Linked DNA regions of Mus musculus: region 2 is linked to region 1. The links are chromatin contacts, called in public HiChIP or PLAC-seq maps. All regions are on one chromosome and are shown on one strand. The core of a region is the stretch at or near the end of the contact, and the rest is flanking DNA. Distances in the headings are between cores, read along the strand shown.

Region 1 (2,700 bases), core at 7-2,506:
GTCATTATCAAAGAATAGTGAGGTAGAGCAAACCAAACCAATGCTCAGTGGTCATCCCCCACTGACTGTGGGGTCATATTTATACTCATCATGGGTCCTTTTATATGTTTGCTATATTAAAACATCCTCTTACCTGTGTGCCCTAGCAAAACATCACTTGACATAACTGACTTTCCAAAGGAACTAGAAGTTTCCACTTCAACCTAAAACCAAGTAATACCATCCCTGGCATGTGCCCAAGAGAAATACATGGATGTGTTCTCCCAAAAGACATTGTCTTACCAGGTCTCTAGTGCTGTGTGAAGACCAGCACCAAAAACAACTCGGGAGGACAGGGTTTATTTAATTTCCACAGCTCTCAGTTCCCACTCTGGAACTGAAGGGAGGCCAGGCAGGAGCTCCTCGGATAGAAACTGAAGCAGAAATCATGCAGGGATGCAGCTTACTGGTTTGCACCTCCTAGCATGCTGAGTTTACTTTCCTATACACTCTAGGATTACCTACTAAGGTATGGGACCACCCATGGGACAGGGGGGCTTCCCTTTTAATCAAGAAAATGCCCCACAGGTCTGCCTACAGGCCAATCTGTTGGGGATATTTTTTTTCAGTTGGGGTTTCCTTCTAAGATGACTTCAGCCCATGTCAAGTTGACAAACAAACAAAGAACAAAACCCAACCAGGACAGACATTTATTCACCCCCTACTGCTTATTCTATGCAAAATGCAGAATGTAACTAAGTATATCAATAAATAGAATGGAGAAATAAATTGTGAGGTAGTCATTCAGGTGGCATACACCTTTAATCCCAGCGAGGCAGTCAGATCTCTGTAAGTTTGAGGCCAGCCTGGTCTACACAGAGAAACCCTGTCTCAAAAAACAAGCAAGCAAACAAAATAGGACAGACAAAACAGGCTACATACTCAAGAATTTGCTTTATAGATCTCAAAACCTGAACAAAATAGATTCTGTTGGTTTTAGAATTAAGATAAAGTTACTCCAGAGAGTTAATAGCAACAAAAGGGTACAAAGGGAGGGGCTTTCCAAAGAGCTTGACATGCTCTCTCTCTGTCTGATAAGGATGTTAGTGACAGATATGTTTACTTGCTGCAAATTACTGAGCTATGTTTATGAATCCCATCCTGCTTGTATGTTATGCTTCACCCGGAAGTTTGAAAAGCCTTCATGTGGTTCTGAGGTGCAGCCAAGGATGGAAACCCTTGGTCTAGACTTTTAAGTGTATTGTGGGCTCCCAAATGGGTATTTTAAAATTAGGTTTCGAGCACCTGGGGCTGATGCGAACAAAGGCAAGCCTGGGGGTGAGTTGCATGCACTTCACCGTTCACGTCTTTGTGTTGGTTTCTCTCCACAGCACATGAAACACACCTGTGTTTTAAGCATTTTGCTTGCTAGAAATAGTATGGAGTGATTGGAGTAAGTCATTGCATTTGAACTTCTTGTTAGTCCATGGGTGTTGATCACTTTAGAGATATAGAAAAGACAAGTCAAGAGTGTACTAAGACCACAGCTTACAGGATTGGTGTTTGGAGATGTGACTTCCCAAGGATGCTCTCAGAGCTGCGGTAGTGTCTGTCTTGGAGCATAGGACTCCAGAGTGCTGGACTGACAAGGACTTTCTGATTCCAGAAATATCTGCCAGCTCTAGGGATTGCTACCTTCTGCTGGCGTTTTCCCTTTTCTAAGGTTTAGTTTGAATGCTGGAATGATGGGAAAATGCAGATCATTACTACCTATGGTTCTGTTTGTTAACACTACCAAGAAATCTGTTCTTGCTTGGAGAAAAGGTCACAGCGTAGTAGAAGCTAACAGTGGGTATCTGCATAGTTTCAGGGCCCATTCCAAAAATAAAGTTCACCAAAACAAGCAGTGGCCAGGAGGGCATCAGAGGTCAGCTGTGGGCTCGGAAGAAGCAGTTTATGATGAAATGTGTTGAAACGTTGGGAGTTTCTTTTCCCAGCACCTACCATAACTTCCTTTTTATAACCCAAAGGCTACTTACTGAAGAAAACACCAAAATTCAGGCCTTTGTGCTTTGCCCATGCAACCATCATGGCTTCTCCTTCCCTTGACGCTTGAACTTCCTTCTAAGTTGCTTCTTTTCAGCATCAATGACATGGTAAAGGCATTGCCATTCTTCCTAGCCTGGCTGTCTTTGGGTCAGATTTGAAAGACAGGAGATTTCTTTCTCCCTTAAAATATCCAAGGCAGGGCCCAGGCATAGTGGTACATGCTTTAAATCCTAGCACCCAGGAGGCAGAGGCAGATGGATCTCTGTGAGATTGAGGCCAGCCTGGTTTACAGAGGGAGTTCCAAGAAAGTCAGGGTTATTACACAGAGGAACTGTGTCTCAATTAAAAAAAAAAAAAGCCATGACTGTAACTCTTCATATTTGTGTGATCTTAGAAAAGGTTTATGGCACCCTCAGGGAATACCTGACAGGAGACCCGAGGGACCTGTACATCCTGTGTCAAATAAATGAGTTGGTGTACAGAGTTCAAAGATGGAGGGAACCAGAGGCTGTTGGAAGTCCATGTGGAAGCCCAGGACCTCCTACTTAGGTTCCAGCAAGAGACCCCATCTGCAATGTGCTCCTCTGCTTTTACAAGAACTGGGTAACAGAAACAGCCTGTTTGGTAAAATTAAATTTCATAAGACTTAGTTAACTTTTTTCCTGTCTTTTT
Region 2 (2,775 bases), core at 240-2,739, 57 kb before region 1:
GCTGCTTTCAAACTTGCCCAAAATTCCCTTCCCAAGCTGGTGCTGGCTTCTGCAGCATGGTGGGAGCTGTTCCAGGTTGTGGGGGTAGAGGCAGGAATAGGATTGGTCTTCCTAGGGACAGTTCTGTCTGTTACCATTGGATAGAGTTGACCCAAAGCACATACTGACTGGGCCCTTAGCCCAACACACCCCTAATCCCTACCTATCATATACTACCTCTTTGCGGTTTTTTCCCCCCCTAGGATAACCTTTTCTCTTCAAAAACCTGAAAATTCCAACGGGCTGTCAAAGGAGCAAGCCAGGGGAAACAGAGAATTTGCTCCGGTTCTCCCGTGGCCCCACATAATCTGGGTTGGCTTCAAACTCACTAGGTAGCCAAGGATTACTTAGAACTTCGGATCCTGTCTCCACCCCCAGGGTGCTGGGATTTCAGGTGTGAGGCAACACATCCAATATTGGGAGGGCTGGAGATGTAGCCCAGTACCTCTCTCGCAGACTATGCAAGTGCTGTACCAACAGAACTACACTCCCAGCAACTCCCTTTTTCTACTAGAATAATAAGCTACTTTTTCCTTGAGCACTGAATGTTTTGTCTTTCCTATTATAAACAAGTTCTCCCTCTTCCAACTCAGAGGAGGGCAGCTTGGGACCCAGTGACCAAACAACTTATTGGGCTCATTAGTTCTGATTAATAATCCACACCCTTAAATAGACCTTGGAGTCCTCAGCCCACCTCCAAAGAGTTGTGACACATGTCCTCTCAAGCTTCACCAGGCCACATCTACAAAGGTCACATAAACACATGTGACACGAGAGGCCCGCATGATTTCCTTATAATTTTTGGTGAATGAGTTGGCTGTTGTTCATCCCGAGAGGAACGGATGGCTGCTGGACATGACTTTCGGGGAATTCCTGAGGGGCAAGGCTAGGGAAGAAAGGGGCCTTCGGGCTGGATGAGGCACAGCTGGAGGACCCTCGTCAGTGAACTCTAAGGCTGCGTCTCAGGGTCGAATTTCCGCCAGCTGCTGAAACCCTTGCTCTGCTCTAGAGGTCGCTTAGACAACCCTTGTAAGTGGTGGCCGGCAGCAGGGAGACGGAGGGTTGTGGGCAAGCCTGGCGCCTCGGGTTCTTCATCGGGCGAGTGGGACTTCCTGTGGGGCAACATGTCATTTTCCCTTGGCTTGCGAACAAGCTTCTTCATTCAGAAGCACAGCGTCCACAAATACCCAAAGCCAAGAGTTGGTCTTCGGCTTCTAGCGCCCAGGATAGGAGGCAGCTAGAAGCTAGCACCGCGTTGGCCTCTAACCCCACCCTCCCACTCTTACCACGCCCACAAAACAACATAGGCTCCTCCCCATCCAGGCAGTGACTCCGCCTCTCACAGCCCCCGCCCCCGGGACCGCCCTAAAGCCCGCCCCGACCGGAAGAAGCCGGGACACAAGGCACTTATAGGGCTGGGAATGGGGGTGTCGCCGCCGCCCAGTCAGCTCCGTGTCCACCGATCCTCCGCCGGTGCCGCGCTGTCGTTGCGGCGCCCCCGTCCAGCCCTCTGTTCGCGCGGGCTCCAGAACCGGCCGGCGGGGCCCGGAGTCAGGGCCACGTCCTGCCATGCCGGCCCGGTGGCTGTTGCTCCTGCTGGCGCTGCTGCTACCGCCGCCCGGCCCCGGGGTGAGTAACCAGGGGAGTGCGGTGCGGGGACGGGCCGGCTCGCGGCCAGAGGAGAGTCGCGCGGTGGCGGGGGCTGGCGTCCGAGCCGGGCCGCAGCGGCGGGAGGCCCGGCGCCTGGGCTGAGGCAGCTGCGGGAGGCTTGGCGGTGGGAGCTGCGTCGGCCGGCCACACACTGGCGTCCGCCTCCGGAGGCGCCTCCGGGGCCAGCGCGGCCGAGGCAGACCGCGAGCGGCTCCACGGCCCGGGACGCGCGCGACTCGGAGCTGTCTCCCAAAGGCCGGGCCCTGGGCGCGCTGCCCACCTGCCCCGCGGTCTCCACAGGTGGGCGCCCGCACTGCCGCCGTGGCCGCGGATGGACACCCGAAGCCGGGGGAAGCGGGTGGTGGACTGGAGTTTTGAGTCTTTACTCGAAAGTTTTTTGTTTTGTTTTGTTTTTAAATGAGACTTTGGAAAGCGTTTGAAGCCGGGAATGGGCACGGCGTTTTTAGCCAGCCGCCGCTGGTTTCTGCCTACCTGACCCGAAGGTTTCTTTGTATTCGGAGGCAGGGGGCTTCCTACTAGTAATTTTGCTAGACAGTGAAGGTGTCATTAAACAAGTTAAGCTGTGGGCATTGGATCCTTTTAAAGACCCGGTGTGTGGGCCAGAGTTGTACTGCAAAACTTAAAGCTGTCTCACGTGCGGGGCCGTCAGAAACGTCTTCGCTTTTTTTTTTTTTTTTTTTGAGAAGAATATCGGTTTATATTTATTTAACTCTTTATCCACTCAGGATTTGAACACTTTGGCTAAAGAGGACATTTTGTAGGCGGACATGGCTATTTTCATCTTCTGGTTGGAAGAACTGGGGGCTTTAAAATTTTTTTAAAATGCACTTTTCAGGATGTGGGCATGGTACACTTGTGCTGGTTCTATTTAATGACCTCTTTGAAGGTACCGTGTTCCCTTTAATATGGCATATCATGTACCAGGTGTCCTGGTGGAAGACTGACATGTGTGGAGACCCGCGGGCCAGCCGCGGCCAACTCTTTGAACTCTTATGCCTTGTAGGTAAATAATTGTCTGTGCTCTCAGAATAACAAATTAGAATTTAGAGACTACTGAAGTATTAA

The links. HiChIP or PLAC-seq counts read pairs in DNA pulled down with a chosen protein or histone mark.
Region 2: an H3K4me3 HiChIP or PLAC-seq map of the 230-238 cell line shows a contact between it and region 1, with 47 read pairs. The contact joins the promoter of Ern1 here to the enhancer-like site in region 1. A contact is called at or near these places in 20 of 39 promoter capture datasets (the 3T3-L1 cell line, 3T3-L1-derived adipocytes, the C10 cell line and 12 more), 2 of 15 datasets of contacts at CTCF or cohesin (CD8 T cells and large pre-B cells), 115 of 484 Hi-C or Micro-C datasets (the 3T3-L1 cell line, 3T3-L1-derived adipocytes, B cells and 76 more), 42 of 115 datasets of contacts at active chromatin or transcription factors (the 230-238 cell line, CD8 T cells, DN3 thymocytes and 31 more) and 5 of 9 other capture datasets (adipose tissue, bone marrow-derived macrophages, liver and 2 more).

The regions. Positions count from the first base shown.
Region 1 is chr11:106,429,122-106,431,821 of GRCm38.p6, reverse strand. All of the region lies in intron 4 of Ern1 (endoplasmic reticulum (ER) to nucleus signalling 1), which reads left to right. Among named protein-coding and RNA genes, the nearest start is that of Icam2, 48 kb to the right of the region's middle. Within about 2 kb of position 1,256, at least 46 of the 459 cell types and tissues checked have an H3K27ac peak or open chromatin away from gene starts, as enhancers often do. A contact at or near this core is called in the 230-238 cell line, CD4 single positive thymocytes, CD8 T cells and 18 more, where this site is marked.
Region 2 is chr11:106,486,510-106,489,284 of GRCm38.p6, reverse strand. It overlaps Ern1 (endoplasmic reticulum (ER) to nucleus signalling 1), which reads left to right and starts at 1,489. Exons shown (of 22, transcript NM_023913.2): 1 at 1,489-1,668. The coding sequence starts at 1,609.